2 separate regions of the Zea mays genome follow, and region 2 is linked to region 1. A link is a contact called in public Hi-C data. All regions are on one chromosome and are shown on one strand. The core of a region is the stretch at or near the end of the contact, and the rest is flanking DNA. Distances in the headings are between cores, read along the strand shown.

Evidence for each region. Hi-C and Micro-C count contacts between places; a contact is called where the count stands out from the background.
Region 2: a Hi-C map of endosperm shows a contact between it and region 1, with 2.5 times the contacts expected there. The contact joins the enhancer-like site here to the promoter of LOC100283197 in region 1. A contact is called at or near these places in 5 of 25 Hi-C or Micro-C datasets (ear, endosperm, leaf and 1 more).

Annotation. Positions count from the first base shown.
Region 1 is chr8:81,955,088-81,962,047 of Zm-B73-REFERENCE-NAM-5.0, forward strand. It overlaps LOC100283197 (lactoylglutathione lyase), which reads right to left and starts at 3,771. Exons shown (of 3, transcript NM_001156099.1): 1 at 3,338-3,771; 2 at 3,124-3,232; 3 at 1,404-2,023. The coding sequence starts at 3,519. The coding sequence ends at 1,649.
Region 2 is chr8:82,007,243-82,013,759 of Zm-B73-REFERENCE-NAM-5.0, forward strand. No RefSeq gene overlaps it. Among protein-coding and RNA genes, the nearest start is that of LOC103635458, 37 kb to the right of the region's middle. Within about 2 kb of position 2,384, at least 18 of the 20 cell types and tissues checked have an H3K27ac peak or open chromatin away from gene starts, as enhancers often do. A contact at or near this core is called in ear, endosperm, leaf and 1 more, where this site is marked.

The DNA.
Region 1 (6,960 bases), core at 2,521-5,020:
GCTTAATCGTGTATTTTTTCACGAGTTCTTCTGAACCCCGAGGCAAAACGAACCTCGTTATTAGCTTATTCCACATTTGATTCTTGACATCATCTGATACATCTCTCCACTGTCGGATTGTGATGTCAAGATTATCTCTAACTAAGAACCCAAGTGCATTCCGGAACTTAGGCAGTGCCTCTTCTGGCGGCTCTGTTACACCAACCGCCAGTTAAAATATCCTATTTCCACTGGCGGTTGTGTTAAGATAACCACCAGTGGAAATAGGTTTCCACTGGCGGTTCCCAAGCCGGGCCCACCTGGTTTTTTTTTACTGACGCGCGGTAACTGAAACCGCCAGTGATAATTTATGTGTGCCGTAGGCTTTGAGCTCTTTTCTACTAGTGAAACCAACGGTTTAAATCGCTAGCAGATAACCTATCATCCTTAGTCAATCAAATTCAATGGATAATATCTTTACATCTTATGTATTGTATTCGATTACCCGTGAAAATAGAGACCGAATTTATATCTATTAGGATTAGTTTGAGAAACTTATTTTCACAAAGTATTTCCATTTTAGCCCTTAGTACTAAAAAATCTATCGTATCGATTTGGGTGAGCACCATCGAACCACCGAGCACCGTCTTCCTGGACTAACCTATATGGAGGTCACCACCACTAGCTAGGGTTGAAAACGGACGGAAAAAATCCCGTCCCGACCTGTACCGTTTTCTATATTTGACCCGACCGTTTCCGTATTTACGGAAAAATATGGAAACGGGACGGAAACGGGAGATGGCTTATTCCGTCCGTTTTTGCGGGATCCCGTTTTTTTCCGGATTAAACCCGTATTTATTCCGTATTTGATAATATGGGACGAGCCTAATATGCATTAGCATATAAACTAAATTCTCATGTGTTTAGCACAATTGGCCATTGTAACCACTGGCTCTTTTCAAATAACAAGTGATCTAAAGTCTTAAACAACATAGGATGTAGCTAAATGTACACATTTAGCAACCAAACAACAATAGAATGTTGCCTCTCTATATCTATTTGTTTTATATTATTGTTCTGTCAATCAATCACTAGTCAAACATTAATAACATTTCTATTTGTATTAAATTATAAGTTTCCGTTAGTATTTCCGTTTCCGTTCGTTTTCGCAATTCCGTTTATCCCGCTCCCGTTTCCGTCCCCGACTATTCCGGATCCAATCCCGTTTCCGATGATAAAATGCGGATACGAAAACGGGAGAGGGGTTTTCCGTCCGTTTTCCGTTTTCATCCCTACCACTGTCCATCCCTACCACTGTCCACTAGCTAGTTGATGTCGATCTGGCGGCGTTAGTGCTTCACGTACGCTGTTTTAGTAAGTAGATCGATCGACACGGAACGCAGAAGAAGATATACACAAGGATATGATGGAGTGGACGCACTAGTCTCTTCACTCCCACCGTACCATGGGTTTATTCTTTACTAAAAAAAAGCTAGGCAGTTTGAGTGCACTGCACATACAGCACCTACACCCACGCACGCACGCACGCGCATGTACAGAGACGCCTCTTGTGGTCGTGACTCGGCGCTCGTCGATCCATCGTGCCTGCTTCGTCACCGTCCGCGCCGAATCCATGCACTGGCGTCGTCGTCAACAAGCTAGTAATTAATCACGCGCACGAAATGTGCGACGACGACTCCTCGGCGACGCGGATGGCTTGCGCCGCCGTGGCCGCCGACGGCATGCACTGCGCCGCCGCCGTCGTGACCGGAGCGGAAGAAGCAGGCACCACGCTGCCCTGCTGCTGCTGCTTGACGGTATTGACCGCCGCCGGAGCCCGCCTGCAAGCGGCCGGCGCGCGCTGCTGGTCGCCGGCGAGCGGGACGACGGGGAGGTTGTCGCAGTTGCAGATCTCGATCATGAAGCCGTCGGGGTCGTGGAAGAAGATCTGGTCCACGTTGATGCCGCCCTCCTCCACGCAGCGCTGCACGTACGGGATGCCGATCTCCTTCAGCCGCCGCTCCACCGCCACCATGCTCTCGCACTGCAATTTAATAAACACACATTAATATAATTAAACGTCACCATGAAATCGAGACATTTTACTCCGCCGGCCCTAGCTAGCCAGCAGACACGCCCTATACGATCTGATTTGGTGGGGATGTGACGAGTCATCGTCAACAGCTAGGCGCGCGTCCGTCCTTATCATCGTCCACCTCACCATCGGTGCATGCTGAGTCAGGATAGACATACACGACTGATCCAGTACCGACAAGGACATACGGAGGATGATGAGTATTCCAAGCGACACACACAAGCAAAGGGACGCACAAAATGCTCCTTGTCCTGGCTTGATTACTCGATTTATAGCCTACCTAGAATTAGGACGTGCATACCGCCGGAATGTGAATTAAGCTCTAGAGTACTTGTAGCAGAAAGGTACTAGCTAGTCCAATCAATCTCCAACGAAAATGATATTAAGGGGGAAAATGATATTATTACACAGTAATGTATTATTAGGACTATATATATATATTAAATACCCTGGTCCGTATTTCGTTCCGGGCCCCTGCTGTACATGCATGTATACATAGGTACTAGGTAGTTGAGAACAGCATTTCCAAACTGTTGGCCCAGATCTCTTCTCTCTCACACGGGTTACTGTGCAAAACAGCAGCTGCAGCAGTGTGTGCCCGCTGTCTGTCTGTGTCAGCTAGCATGATTTTTTCGTACATGCCAGAACGCAAAAATTATTGTCGCTACATTATTACATCCCACGGCCACGACGATGCATATGCATCTCAATTCCCGCGTGCCACTGCCACATGCATGCAAGCGAACAAGGGTGAGGAGGGCCGGGGAGGGTGGTACACGTGTAGCGTACGTAGTATTACTAGCAAGGGAGGAACACCGATTTCAACTTCTTGTATTGATCAACTGTACTACGTAAAAGAGACCTAGCTAGAGATACATGGAAAGACGTATAGTTCACTGCTTGTTGTAGTGTGTGCCTTAATTTGCTGCACACGATGGAACGACGATCGACGGAAAAAATATAATCAAGATATGGATGGCGACAGAGACAGATATGGATGAAAAGGACACCGACGACGGCGAGAGGTGCTAGCTGTGGTGACAACTGACCTGGAAGGAGATATGGTTGTCCTTGGGGTTGATCTCTCCCTTCTCCGGCGGGAGGCTGCCGGGGTCCTCCGACTGCAGCAGGTGGATGCCGATCCCGTAGTTGAACAGCCTGATATATATATACCATCATATAATTATAAATCGATTGAAGGTACGTACGTACTAGTACTACAGGTATATATAGATTCAATACAGACACGACACGCGTACGTACCAGGCGCCGCCGAAGTCGAAAGAGCCGGGGCGGCGGATAGGGACGAAGCCGAGCACGTCCGTGTAGAAGCGCAGCGACGCCTCCACCGACCGGCACACGATGCTGATGTGGTTCAGCGACGCCAGCGGCAGCACGCCGCCGCCGCAGCTCGCCGCCCCCATCGTCGTCGTGCTCTTCACCATCCTCCTGCAGCGCTGTTAATTCCGATCCGCGCTATCTATCTGGTCGATCCTGCTGACAACCTATAGCTAGCTGCTGCTGCTATCAACTGGTATCAGAGAGCAGGGCGTGGGTAACCAAACAACAACCAATAGCGGTGGAGATAGCTGAGCGAGTGCGACAGCAATGCAAGCACTAGATGGATGGTCCGTTGCAACAGCAAGCAACACCTACGCACGATACGAATAGTTTGGTCTCTGGCAGGAGTGCGTGATGGAGGTGGTGTTTGTTGGGCATGGGACGGACTTTATAGACGATACTGGGACTCCCCACGTAAGACACGTGGATCCACGTCATCCTCATCGGGATCATTCCATTCTGTAGTGCACATGACATGAAGCTAGCTAGCTAGCTATAGCCATCAACTGACTACGATGCCGTTCACTACTAGCTTACACATGCATTTGCATGCAGTGTACTACTACGACTTGTTCCCCTGGCCACTCTTCAGGGTTGCAAACGAAATTAAATGAATAAATTCTTGGTCGGCCGTCGTCGGCGCCAAAACATAAGTACTACGGATTTTACTACCCAGCCTAAGCCTATATATGGATTCGGACATACATATAGTTGAGGACCGCTAAAACCAAATTAATGTCACAAAAGTCACCTAAACTTCAATCGAAAATTTCAAAACTCTTTTTTTTTTTCAAATTTTAGCTTAATGTTTAAAAACTAAATAAAATATTGAGAACTAACATTATTACGAGTATCGTGTATTTATTTACCGAACATCATCATCGGTACAAACCTAGAATCAATTAGCACAAGTCGAGCGAAATTCCTAACTCTCAGGGTACGGCCGGTGCACGACCGAATGCGGCCAAATTCGAGCGTGTCACTCGTGCAGCGCTGCGCGACGAGCAAGCTAGCTTTTGTACCCTGGCAGTTTGCACCATGCTCAGCTGGCTATTTGCGTCTCTACCATGCATCTTAATTAGGAGTATTAATTTTGTCTACCTGCTGCGGCGTGCTGGCTACGCGGTAGAGTTCCAGAGGCTTCCATGGAGGCTTGAGCGGCCGGTCCGCCGGCTGTAGAGGCCGCAGGATAGGATAACATCTGTTCTCTCCCGACCGGTGGGCATGGTCGTTCATGGTTGAGATCAGACGAATTTCGATAGCGAAAGCACTCCACAGAAAGCCAGATTTCAGTAACGAGAGCAGCCGCAGTTTCTAAGCTAAGCCCGCCATCCTGTCCCGGCCGCCCTGAGCAACATGTTAGCAACCATGTTAAATAAAAATCGAGTTACAGTTTTTTTCGATTTAAATTTGTAAGGAGTGTTGTATTCATGCTTCTTGATATATTTTAAAAGCTAAGTTTTTCTAAAAAATAGAATTAATCAGTTTTATTTTTAATGCTTCTAGAGAATAATTTTTAAATTTATAATGGAATAACAAAAGACAATAGAGTATGAAAACTCATCTTCTTTGCCTTAGCACTTTTATTCCATCTCTCATTTATGTTAAATGAGTTTACAAGCATATTTTTGACTCCTTAACACAAGGTGTGGCACCAAGGTTCTTCGGAAACTAAGTGACACGAAGCTATTGCTCTCGAAAAAGAACTTTATGTAGGACACTGTTAATATATTTATAAGTAATATAAACCGATTTTGTACAAAATTACAATTGCGCCCCTTGAGGCTTTATACTAATTGTTTACAAATGCCATAGAGACATTGTTGTCTTTTTCTTTCTTCACACTTATTGTGCCTTCGTCGTTCTTCGGTCGAGACCTCTTTTTCGCTGAAGCTGGCTACCTCAAATCACATCTTCGTTGTTTGTGCGCATAGATGAAGCTTCTCTTTACGTAGCTTCAGCCGACGGACAACTTCGTTTAGCCTGTATCGCACGCCTGAAATAGCCGAAGACCTGCTTCGTCTGGCTTGCATTATACACCTGAAACACACTTAATTATATAATACATATATTTTGAGGACCTTTCGCAATGTAGGCCCCCGACATATTTCAAATAGAATTCAAAATTAAATTTAAAAGAATGTTCGAAAATATATTGGTGCAAATATATATTTAAAATGAGTTTAAAAATAGATGATTTGTTTTTGAAATTAATAAAAAATAGAAATGATTGAAAAACATATTGGTTTTGCTATGAATTGAGTTGTATTAGGGGCTAAGATAGAGTTATAGTTGAACACTATATCTTAGGAGATTGAGGGGGATTAAACCCCTTTTATTAAATTTTAAGGATTTAATCCCTTCTAACCCCCTCTCAACCTGGCTTGATTGGGTGTTCTAGTATTCATCCCAATACATATGGGTTGAGGGGGATTGTGGTGTATACACATGGATTGAGGGGGAAATTACACCACAATCCCCTCAACCCATGTGTATTGGAGTGAATACTAGAGTATCCAAACATAGGCTTAGGGAGCAAGCACCGTCAATTTATGACAAGACCGTATGACATCAATAAATGAATGAATAAATTTTACTAATGTATTGTCTTCTCCTTTAAAAAACTCTAAGCATAATACAATCATTATTGGAATGCTTGTGAACAATTAGCCCATGTGTATTTATGCATAATGGCTAGTTTCTTGTTCCTCAATTACTGAAGACCACACTCATTAGAGCTCAAGAACGCACTCCACTCAATTATGTGCACTAAGATTATGATTTCAAAATTGTGAGTGATCTACTGTATTCGCATTGGGAGTTTGCATGTAATGTCACTAGAGGATCGTTGTTGTAGTTACGGTGGTTGTGGCCACCTAAACAACTTGGAGGCAGCGACATCGTTGAAGATTGTTTGGGGATTGTGCATGTAAGGAAAATAGACCTTAGCCATTTGATTAATGAATTTTTCTATTGATGATAAACATAACCATTTGAACTAATGATGTTCGCTAGTGTTTATGAAAATAGTTCAAAGGATGCAACATGGACTTAGAGTAAGGCAACATGGTAATCAAGAAGATCAACAACTCAAATCAAGAAATTAGAAGATTCATTGAAGACCTACAAATATCATAAAAGAGTCCAAGACACAAAAACAGAAGAAACCCAAATGAAGATACATGAAGAAATGAAGGAAACATGCTGCTTAGCAGCACCGGACGTGTCCTATGGTGCACCAGAATGAAGCACTGGACATGAGCAGTGTCGAACTAAAGAAAGAGTTGAAGAATTAGGGTACACATGATACACACAGGTGTGCACCACACATATCACCAACGTTGCACCAGATACAACACTAAAAAAGGTCTACATCGTGTTTTGGGAAGTCCACAACACTCAGAAAAAATATATCTTTGTTATATTATTTTCACACAATAATTTTGTTCTCTTATTTTTGGATGAAATTCATGCATCTATTAGTTTATTGCTTGCATATTGATTGCGTAAGGAAAACGAACCATGACCCATTTCATTAAGTGATT
Region 2 (6,517 bases), core at 1,134-3,633, 51 kb after region 1:
TCTAAACATATGTTAGCAAGAAATCAACAAAGTGCTAGTCAAAGGTGTACAAGGTGAACTACCTCGTACAATGATCTTTCATCATGCCAATGATAGAATTAAACTTGTATTTGCTCAATTTATCAGAGTTTGCAGCGTGACACAAGTTTCACTCAAAAATATATGAGTGTGAGAGGTTGTAAATATTGTCAAGTCTAACTTTTCAACTAGGTGTAGCCTATTAGAGCTAAAGACACCAGTTTCAATCATATACTACACTTCTCAAGATCTTCTAATGTCCTTGTAGAAACAATCTCGATACAGTGATGTAGTGAAAAATGCAAACCCATCTCAATCTTTCTATTTATCACTTATCATGACTTAAAGTTTAGCAGGGTATGACTAAGATAGAGAATCATTAAAAAGCATGAAACATAGCAACCTAATATAGTAGTGGTAGCAAAAAGGATCTCAACACATCTTACACATACTAGTTGCCAATCTTAGTGGTGAACAATTTTCAGATTTAGCAAGTATTAAATAGAGTTCACAATTTAAAATACAAGCTTAGCTCAACAAAATTGTATCAATATGAGCAAAGGGAGTCATGGTTTGTGTCATGCTAAACAATACTTAGTTGTTCAGTGGGATCACGCTACTAGGCCTTTACAAAGCCCCTCCAAGTCTATTATACACCTCCATTATAAATTTGGCTATAGAGCTAACTTATTTCTGACATTTTTTAGAAATTCCAAAAAAATAGAATTTAGGGTGTTTGTGTGTGTGTTGTGCTTGGTGCTCGCCAAGGCCAAGTCTTGAGTTCCCTTAGATTGAGGGAACACAATAGTGGCATGGGAGAATCTCACCAGAGAAATCAAAAGAAGGTGTCAAAGGTCTCATCATGGGCTCGAGGCACATGAAGGTTGTGCAGTGGCGAGTTCGTATTGTGGTGAGTCAATTTAAGGCTACATCAAGCAGTTACGTTGATGTAGTTGTTCAAGGCATCGTCCTTCGCGTTAGTGAACTCTGAGATGCTCTAACAGTGGTGTTCCCCTCCTCTCCTCCTCAAGTATCATCCAAGTTGCGAGCATGGTATATGGGTAGGGTCTAAACGGTACTGATATTATCCGAGCATTCGACCAACAGAGAGGCCAATTATTTTGTTGGATAGTTTTTTGGGATATCTGCAACATATCCGGATTTTGGTTTACAATCTAAATAGTATATTTTGGATAGCATATACAGATATGAGATGAATAATATCCATCGAAATCCAGATATCTTCTTGGATATCCAGATATCTTTTCGGATAGCTATGTGCATTTTGAAGTTTTTCTACATAAAGAAATTAATAATACACAAATAGCCTCTGAAATTTATGAAATTTTATGGAGGCACAACATATGTCCACATATAATTCAATAAAATGTTTAGATCATAAAATCCACAAGATGTATGTCTTTCTTTCATTTCACTTCCATTTGTTGCGTGAGTCACCCATGAAATCACTCTTAAGTATCAAACTTTCAACATAATCAATACCTCACTTTATCATTTTCAAGTGGGAACTTGACGTTATCTTCTTATAGAAATTAATTAGTCATGGTAACTTATTTGCAATTTTCGGTCAACCCTAGAATAGTTTATGAATTTAATTGCATTTTGATGATTTTGCTCAAAAAGAAATTAATAATACACAAATAGCCTTAGAAATTTATGAAATTTTAGGGATGTGCAACTTATGTCCACATATAATCCTCAAAATAGTTTCGACCATAAAATCCAAAAGACACAAGCGTTTCTTCCATTTCACTTCCACTTGTTGCATGAAAGTAACACCCTAAGATTCTAACTTCGGGGTTAGGAAGATTTATCCCAAGATTTCAATTAATGTGGTTTTCTAACAAAAGGTTAATAAAAACGGCCCTTCTGAAAGTGAAATCATTATTTTGTTAAATAATGTAGTTAGCTCATTCTCTAAAATATGTAAGTTAGAATATCCCTTAATTGGGATTATACATCAGAATATAATTACCCTTAAAATAATAGGTGATAAAACATTAAATTTTTTGGAATAAACTTTTAGTTTGACTACATATCCAAGATAATGATTTATTTAACAAGGAATAGGTGTGTTGCATATTGGAGACATTTCCTTAAATAAATAGGTAAAGTAACTAATATAGAAATAAATTTAGTTGCATCTCATGATGGGTTTTTTTATCTGTACATTTGAACCTATGTTTGAAATTCAAAACATAGTTGGCTTTGTAATTAAAATTAAACAAAAGAGAGAAGAAAAAAAGAAATAACAAACCTGGGCCGGCACCACCATCCCGGCCTGCTCCCATTTTCTCCACACAACCGCCCGGGCCGCCTCTACCCCGGCCCACTTGCCTGTGCATTGGCCACGGGCCACGACCGGCCTTGGCTCCACACTCGGCACCCGCTCATCCTGGGATTAGTCTCTTCCAGGTGGGGCCCGACAATAGGAGTCGTCATCCGGAGTTCTACGGATGTCCAAAGACACCGCGAAAATCGCATGTTCGTTGGTCGATTGCGTTCCGCGGTAGGGAATCTCGTCGGGTGGGGATATAAATCCAACCCCATTCATCCATCTAGATTGGCCAATGTCGATCGGAGAGCACCGTCACGCCAAGAGAGGGAGAGGAATCAAAGTTGCACCACTATCGGGCAAACTGCGGAGAGGAAGCGAGGGAAGATGAAGCCGCCGCCACATAGGCATCTCACCTTCACCGTCGTCCGGGCCTCATCGTGTCGTCTAGCAGAGTTGCCGAGTTCCCTCCCGTACAGAGATTATGGTTGGGGCTTTGGGGAATTCTTTGTCGGACATTCGCAGGGTCGCCTGCACCGTGGGTGAAGGGAGTCATGATCCAATTCAACGTTAACATCCGCCTTATGGCTGGGGCTTTGGGGAATTCTTTGTAGAACATGTCCGGTGATGGGTTAATGCACCAGGGCGTCGGATCGGCTTGCTCCGGTGAGCTTTGCCACCGTGGGGCAGGCCATCGCCGCCGCTGGGCGACGTGTGGGGGAAGAGATATCACATGTCACTGGTCCACAAACCGATGGCTAGGATTTAGCCATGCATACCTCTTCGACGTGGTGGCTGCGAACCAATGGATCGTTGTTGAACGATTCTGATTAGATCCCTAGCATACCCTTTCGCCCTAGGATCTTGGTCGTTAATCTGCTAAACGGACGGGTTGTATTAGATCTCATTTCATAACGTCGTGACTGTAGGATTAGGATCTTGCGGCCTTAGTTGCATACCGGTTAGGGCTACGGTCGATCTAATCAGTGCCACCGGTTTCAAATCGAACGGCTGTGGTTAGTCGATACCCCTTCGGCCGAGAATAATTGCATCATAGTCCCTCTCGTTTTGTTTAATAAACCCACCATCTGTAGCAGTTCAAAAGTTATTGCAACTTAGTCCTAGAATTTATGTTTTCCACCTTGATCTATTTAGAAATTGTGTCTGCCATCCCGTAGACCATAAAAGTACATAAGAAAATACAGAAAAAGAATTTATAGGTGTAAAAATAAAGGGAAACCTTAGAAAATCCATAACTTTTGCGATTTAACTCCAAATTGGTCTATTTTAGTTGTGTTGGCTTCATAATAAACTTGTCTACACACTAAAACATTATTTGTATCATTCACATGCTTTTATGATGGGATATTTATTTAACTTATGTTAGTTGATTAATCATTCTAGTCAAAGTCAATCTGACTATAATCTGACTAAAATATGATCTCTACTCAAGATATAACTTAGATTAAAATTGAGTTAGTTATTTATTTATAATATTCTTCTCACATGCTTTATATTATTTAACAGAGGATATACTTTTGCTACTTAACCACCTAAATCTTCTGAAAACCATACCTTTCAACCATAACTCCGATTTTAGTGATTCTCGAACCTACAATTTCGTAGTAGCGTGTAGAGTACTCTTACATTGTTTATTCATATGCTTTGGTGTAATGTTACCATACCCATTATTTGCTTGATTGTATGTATTGCTACACATAGAAGCCAGGTGACATCGGAAGACCAACTTGGTGAAGTACCTGGATTCTAAAGTATAAGGCAAGTTGTGCCCTTGATCACTCTTCTTTACGTAATAATGTTCCTGTTAATCAATGTGACATGTTTAGGTTAATTTGATGTGACCTAATAGGTTACCCTAGTTTTGATTACCCCACACCTTGCAAACAAATGAACTATTGGGTAGATTGGTTATGCTCTACCTGGTTTTTGGGAAGTAACGCTAAATGACATTTGATCATGCTTTATCATTGTTATTGGATTATTTATTGTTCATGACAAGAATATGGTGTTAATTAGAACATGGAGCTTAACTTGAGATAACAGTGCTACCACAAGGGTGGAATGAGACACCCTTAGCTGATTAATTAGGAAAGCTAGTGGAGGACTACCTTACTTGAAAGGGGCAAGGGCGGTAGAGGAGTTGCTGGTATAGGGAGGTTCTCGGGTCGATCCCGTTGTGATCGCTTTTCGGATGAGGGATTCCTATACCACAAGGGTGTCACAAATTGTTGAGCGATAAACGTATGTGAGCTCACTCTTGCTGTACTCACCCCCTAGGTCAAGAACATGTACCGTCAAGATGAGGAGCATGAAGGATGCAGTGATGAGTTCGTGAGAGGTATAGGTCGTCGTCTCCTAGTAACCTATGGTTGTGGAGGATCATTGTCATCATATGATGTAATTATTTAGCTATTTGTACAAAACCTCTATTATATAATAAAGATGTGACATTCATTTCTGTACCATGAGTCATCATATGTGTGAGACTTGATTCTAGCACACATGTGATTCACGCCTAGGTTTGCCCTTAAATACGGGTGTGACAATGAGTTAGATGTGAAATCACTCTAAGTATCAAAGTTTTAACATAATTAATAATTCACTTTATCATTTTCATGTGAGGACTTGAGGTTATCTTGTTATAGAATGTTTATCATTCTTGGTAACTTATTTACAATTTTCGGCCAACCCTAGAATATTTTATGAATTTAATTGCATTTTGATGATTTTTGTAGAAAGAAATTAATAATACACAAATAGTCTCAAAAATTCATGAACTTTTACAGAGGCATAATATATGTCCACATGTAATACTCAAAAATATTTGAACTCAAGGGTTGGCTAAATGATTACAACAACTGTAATATGTGTGAAATGGTGTTTTACAAGGTATCCGACAAAAAAATTGTTACTGACATTATCCTTGTCTAACTAGTTATGTATTCTACATGTGACTATTTGTGTTTGCATCCGAGAACATTTATATTTGTATTCGTATTTGAAGCTATCTATATTCGAATTTGAATATGAATAAAAATATGAAAACAAATATGGTTTTGGTGATATTTGTCTGTATTCCATCCGATTACACAGGTGTTGGTGAAGTGGGGTTAGAGTTCATGAGCTAGCAGAGCTGACTTTTATAGCTGCAACCATCAATGACATGGTGACAAATGGTACTAGGTGCTCTAGGGGCCTGTGTAGGGTGGATAGGGTTTTGGTGGTTTTGAGTCTCCGTATGGTCTACATGCATCCAATCCTTGACGGTCAAAAGTGGCCAAGACGGTGGTTGCGACGACGTTAACGTTGCTTGGCCACGATAGTGGCATCATTGTTCTTAGGTGGCATCAACAACATAGTGTGGCGATCACGGACGTGGCTAGCATCCATGTGGTTGTCTCCACGATTATCCTATCGCATCTCATATTCATATTCTATTTCAAACTTCACTCTGCAATTTTTTTAAAATCTACAGTACAAATCCACTAAATTACATGATCTGTTGTGGATAGCCTGAGCGGGTTCAGAAGTAATGTAGAAAGATCTTGTAGCAGTCAGGCTAGAAGAAAACATGAACCAAATTATGTCATCCCCCATACGTAGAACCTGATCTGGCTCAGTGAAAGTCGCCTAGAGGGGGGGGTGAATAGGGCGAATCTGAAATTTAACAACTTAAGCACAACTACAAGCCGGGTTAGCGTTAGAAATAGAAACGAGTCCGAGAGAGAGGGCGCAAAAACAAATTGTGAGCGAATAAGAAGTGAGACACAAGGATTTGTTTTACCGAGGTTCGGTTCTCGCAAACCTACTCCCCGTTGAGGTGGTCACAAAGACCGGGTCTCTTTCAACCCTTTCCCTCTCTCAAACGGTCCCTCGGACCGAGTAAGCTTCTCTTCTCAATCAAACGGGAACCAAACTTCCCCGCAAGGACCACCACACAATTGGTGTCTCTTGCCTCAGTTACAATTGAGTTGATCGCAAGAAAGAATGAGAGAAAGAAGCAATCCAAGCGCAAGAGCTCAAAAGAACACAACAAATCTCTCTCTCTAATCACTAGAGCTTTGTGTGGAGTTGGGAGAGGATTTGATCTATTTGGTTGTGTCTAGAATTGAATGCTAGAGCTCTTGTAAGTAGTTGGAAGGTGGAAAAACTTGGATGACTTGAATGTGGGGGTGGTTGGGG